Linked DNA regions of Sus scrofa: region 1 is linked to region 2. Evidence: chromatin contacts called from public Hi-C data. All regions are on one chromosome and are shown on one strand. Each heading gives the region's core, a stretch centred on a gene start, on an enhancer-like site or on the middle of the called end of the contact. The rest is flanking DNA. Distances are from core to core; before and after follow the strand shown.

What was found. Hi-C and Micro-C count contacts between places; a contact is called where the count stands out from the background.
Region 1: a contact with region 2 is called in a Hi-C map of skeletal muscle, with 5 times the contacts expected there. The contact joins the promoter of SAMD8 here to the promoter of DUPD1 in region 2. A contact is called at or near these places in 1 of 47 Hi-C or Micro-C datasets (skeletal muscle) and 1 of 2 datasets of contacts at active chromatin or transcription factors (skeletal muscle).

What each region holds. Positions count from the first base shown.
Region 1 is chr14:77,677,976-77,680,675 of Sscrofa11.1, forward strand. It overlaps SAMD8 (sphingomyelin synthase-related protein 1), which reads left to right and starts at 1,312. Exons shown (of 6, transcript XM_005671120.3): 1 at 1,312-1,578. The coding sequence starts at 1,405.
Region 2 is chr14:77,641,841-77,644,540 of Sscrofa11.1, forward strand. It overlaps DUPD1 (dual specificity phosphatase DUPD1), which reads right to left and starts at 1,269. Exons shown (of 4, transcript XM_001929033.5): 1 at 881-1,269. The coding sequence starts at 966.

The DNA.
Region 1 (2,700 bases), core at 62-2,561, 36 kb after region 2:
TGATTTAGAGCCTGCATAAGGCTCTTTGATTCTGAGAACTGAGTTAAAGTAGAGATCCAGGGTGCAGAGGAGGTGGTTGGTTTCAAGGATGAATGATCGGAAAAGTTCCTCAGGTCTTGGTGGGCCACAAACTAGATGGGAACTGTACTGTTGAATGAGCTTTTGGATTATAGAGCCTAAGGAAAGTTTACTGAGTTATAGGGTCAGAGAAATGTGGAGAGGAGCATGGAGGGCCTCCTCTAAAGGGTGCCCATACGGTTGGTGGGAGAAGGTTCGAACAATGGTTCTGTTATGAAGATGGCTGGTTTTTCAAAAGAGAAGGCTAAAATTCGCCATGTATGTCCAAAGGGAGAAGGGAGGTGGATGTTGCCCTAGACTTTCTGAAGAGCCAAAGGGCAGTCATCAGAAAGATTTTGGAGTGGGAGGGAGCTTCTTCTGCCTATAAGGGCTTTTGTCCCCACAGCAGAAACAGAGAAAGGTCTATATCTGTCCTTCTGCTAGAGCTAGTTATGGGCTGAAGAAGTGAGGTCTCTTGCCCTTTCCAAGATGACTTCATGAAGGCTTGATGGGGCTGAAAGGGGTAAGAGCTGCAATTGGGAATGTCCCAGCTGCACTTGGCCTTGAGTCCAGCTTGAGGGTAAAGGCCACACCAGGGCATTCCATGGAAGCAATGCAAACTCACATTCAACCCCAGAACCTATCCCCACCCCTATTGGAGTCACTGAAGTCTGCCTTGCACCACCCAGGGAAGCAAGGCCAAGAAGGGGCTGGAGCCTAAGTGGCAAGTAGTTTGGGACTTGATTTATGCCAATGCTAGGCCTTGGTTGGGGACTTCCCTCAGGGTGGGGTAGTAAAGTGAGAGGAGCATAGGTTCTAAAGTTAGGTTTGAGTGGGAGTACTGGCTTTGGCACATATTAACTGCCCAACCTCAGGCAAGTTTCTTGGCCCTTCTTTGTTGTAATACCCTATAGAGGTGGCACAAGGAGCAAGTGAGATATTTATACGGCATTTGGCATAGGGACTGTCAGAGAGCAGAGGCAGTATATGATAACAATGATGACTGCAGGTTAGCTCTTGGAGAGGAACTGGCTTCCTCCAAAGGAATTAGGGTATAAATTCCTCTTGTCTCCGAACCCTATTACCACCCCCATAGGCCTCGCCCCATCTCCACTAGCCCCTCATCTCCCACTTTGGCTCTGGGCCTGACATGCGCTCCTGTGTTTCCCTGCTGCGGTTCCACGCCTCCGCCCTTCCCTGGCGCACAGCTTGAGCCCCGTGTCCCTTCCGGTTTTGGCCCCGCCCCGCAGGCAGGGCTCCTCCTCCCCCGGTAGGGCCCCGCCTCCAGAAGCAGTTCCGGTTCGGATTCGAGCGGCTGCCGGCGCGGCTGAGAGGTGGGCCGGAGCGATGCCAGCGCGCAGCCGCTACCGCCCCCGCCTCCATTCCGGCTCCCCTCCCCGAGCCCCGCCCCCGCCGCTCGAGGCGTTTTACTCCGGCGAGGCCCGGAGGGCGCCGGACTCCGACAACGGCTGGTACGCCGACTCGGAGGTGGGTCCGGGGAACCTGACTCGGGCCGCGGAGGTGAGCGGGAGCTGAGGCGGAGAGGGGAGTTTGGGGGGCGCCTGCAGCCAAGGGTGAGTGGGGAATCGGGGTTGGAGCCGGGGGCTGCCGTGGACAGGGATCCCGAGGGGCCCCGAGAGGCGGTTGAGGGAGCTTGGAGAGTCAGCTCTAGAATGGAATCTGAGGGAAATGGAGGTTGTTGAGCCGAGGCCCGGAGTGGTTAACACCCGAGCCTGGGTGTTAAGTAGAGGCCGAGGGGCGAGTGAGAGGGAGTGGGAAGCTGAGGGAGAGGTGCCCTTGAAGAGTTGGGGGCTTGGAGGTTTTCGAAAGCCGGGTGGCGAGGGGCGAATACGCAAGGGGTCCCGCAGGAACGTGGGACGGGAGGAAGAGATGCTCTGGGATTTGGCCAGTGGGGGCCGAGGGATGAGAGGAGCAGGAGCAGGACCAGGGTCGATGTTGCCACCTGGCCAGGGAGAGGGAAATGGCTTGGGACTGACGAGATCGCGCACCGAAGGGGGTTCTGGTCATTAGAGGAAGGATTTAGGTTTGAAGAGGAAGGGGCTATCGGGTGGCCTTAAAGACCAGAAAAAGAGAAATGGGCTCAAGAAAGAAAAGGAGCCCTTGGGAGCCCTAATTTAGGATTTTGGCATTTTCACAGGCGTCTTTTAAAGCATGGGAATCACTAGGGTAATATAATTGGTTAATGGGGTTTTCTCATCTGTGGACAGTGAATCCTTTTTTAAGAATATGAAGTGGGAGGGGTGGTGTTAAAAACACTGATTTGCCCACAGGACTAGGGGAAGTAGTGAAAAGGAAGTGAAGTTTGGAAAAGAGTGAAAGAGATTCTGAAAATAAAGATAAGCATTTGGGTTTCTTGTAACAGTAATAGTGTGATTTTCTTTGTATTTTAAAAAAAAATATATCTTAAATACTAGACAAGTGTAGATCTTTAAAAAAAGAATGAAAAGGCTTAAATTTGAAACAAGAATTTGGACGTTTCGATTTTACTGATACTCAGTATTGACTGGTTTCACTTTGGCAGCTTGAGTTGAGGCATATTTGCCACAGGGTAAAAATATAGTGAATGCAAATGTCTAGGTTGAAAAGGAACGTAAAACTATGTGTGAAATCACCACAGTTCAA
Region 2 (2,700 bases), core at 19-2,518:
AGAGCCCCTCAGATGCTGGGCCGGCATAGGGAGCCCCTCCACACATACACCTCATGTCCTCTCCCATCTTACTTGAGAGTTTTTGCTCTTGGAACCTTTTCCAATTTCCTGAACCATCAGAGTCCCCCGCTCCCAACTCTTGGGTTCCAGGCCCATGAGAGGCCATGGAGGCCACAGGACAGGAGCCCAGGGTCCAGTGGGAGATCCCTGGTCTGAGACAGGATATCTTCCCACTGTCCTGCCCACACACACCACATCTCGGTCCAGAGTCTCTGTCCTTTAGCGACCCAGTCTCCCCATCTCTACCAGAGCCATCGCCCCCAGCCCCATCCTCCCACCAGGACTGGGAAAAGCTTCAAAAGGAGCCACCTTGTCCACACGATGCTTAGTGTTACCAAGAGACAGGAAGAGCTCTCATCCCTGAGTTCTGAGAACTCACTTGTAACATGTGCTGCCCTGTGCATGAGATGAGTCACTGTGTCTCCAGTCTGCCCCCCTACCCCCCTCCCACCTCCCACTGAGATTAGTTTTCCCTTTACTGGCTAAATGGATAAATGTGGAACCTTGCTGGAATATGATATGTGATACAAAGCATCCAGGGCCTCAGAAGGGCCCGATGAGCTTTAATCCGCCCTATTATCCTTTAGAAATGGTCATTGAACTGGAAGCTTAGATTTAGAGGCAGGGAAGTGGAGAAAATTCCTTGGCGCCTCTAGGGAAAGACAGGGCAAGAAGAGCCTGTTATGCTAAAAGGATGTCAGCTGTTCTTTGCTGCTCCAAAGCAGAGTAGAAAGAGGTCTTCTAATCCCCACCCCAAGGCCCCCAAAGAACACTTGACCGGACCCAAGAGGTGCCAGTCTACCCCCAAAAGGGAACTTACCTGTGCACACCGGGTCCTGGCCAGGTTGGGAGGTGCTGGGCCGTGGGGCGTGTGGCGGCTGCACACCCAGCCACCCCGACTGGCATCTAAGAGCCTATTTTTAGGGTCAGATCTGCTGACGCTGACCTTGTGTGCTGCCCGGTCTGAGCAGAGACCTGTGGCATCTGCTTGCAAAACGATTCGCTGGTGTGACCTGAAACCCTTGACTCTGGGAGTTCTGTACCCGGAGCCCACACGCCTGTTCCTGGCTCAGCCACGGAGGCAGGACATGCAGCCACCCGGGTGGGGACAGGCAGGGGTATTTCCCAGCTTTGTTTCCTCAGGATCGACAAGACCAGGTGCCTGCGGGGCCCTGCCTGGAGCCCTGTCCTGGAACAGCTGGAACCGGGAAGGTTTGCCTGCTGGCACAGAGCCCATGGGAAGGTCGAGGGCACACAGCCTGGGGAATTCTCCACTCCAGTCTTTTCTGGGAGTTTGGGGAGCCATCTCCAGAGAGTGGATAGACTAAATACCGCATTGCACGGTGATTAATGAAGCACCTCCGCCTTCCAGAGAAACTCTGGAAACTTGGGTTCGTTGACGTTGTGCCACTTCCTGAGACCTCTGGCAAGTGTCCATCCCATCTGGGCTTCAGCAGGGAAAATAATCACAATGCTGCCCTCATGTTGTTATGAGCATTAAATGAGACAAAGTTACCTGTGTAGCATAGTTACCTGCACATGCTAAATACTTAAAAAATTCTGGATTGAGTTAGGATGCCAAAAATATCCCCAATTCAGCAGTCATCCCCTGATTTCTCTTCTTGATGGTTCCTTTTCTCAACCTCCCTCCTCTTTGGCTCCAGCCTTCTTTGCTCCAGGACCCCCACCACCCCCACACCTAGTGTGGTCCTTTCTCATAGGGCTGAAGGGTGTAATCCTGTCCAGGCTCTTCTAGTTTTCTAGTAAGATCTTTCCAGGTCTTCCTACACTTCCTTATAGTGAATGACGTGGTTTTCCATCCTTCTGCATCCTGTCACCCTCTTTGGGCATCCTTCCATGTGGGATCACCAGTCTCCCCACATCCTTCACTTTATAGCATCTTCTTATATTGGGATCATTATATTGTCCCCTGCAATTTTGTATTCAACAAACCAAAGATCTTCCTCACAATTTGCATGTTTATCTACTGCCGGTTTTATTTAGAGCAATTATTTCTGCTAATAGTTTTCATGGTGAAACCGCTAAAAAGACTTTGCTTTTATTGATTTCTTGGTGCAGACCGTATTCACAAGGCAGAGGCTCAGGATCTAAGTGTACAAGGAGGTCCAAATGTCAGGGTCCAAATGTCCCTGCTGTCAAGTGCTGTAGTCAGAACAGCAGGATCAAAGGCTTTTCTGCAATTATCCCAAGAACCAAAAGAGATGCTGGAGCTGACAAAGACTAAAGAAAGATTTCCGGCTGGGAGCCTTGGGTGGGGCTGGGGGGCTGGTCCCAACCCCAGCCCAAGTCAGAGTTGCTGCCAAAGATGTAAGTTTAGTGGGGGTGGGGATCAGATATCTAGACATCTGATACTCATCATTGGTAATTACTAGAGAAATGCAGATAAAAACTACAGTGAGGTACCACCTCGCACTGGTGAGAAAGACCACCATTAAATCTACAAATAACAAATGCTGGAGAGGGCGTGGAGAAAAGGAAACCTCCTACACTGTTGGTGGGAATGTAAACTGGTGCAGCCACTATGGAAAACAGTGTAAAGATGCCTCAAAAAATTTGACTTGCTATATGATGCAATGCCACTCCTGGGCATATATCCAAACAAAGCTGTAATTCAAAAAG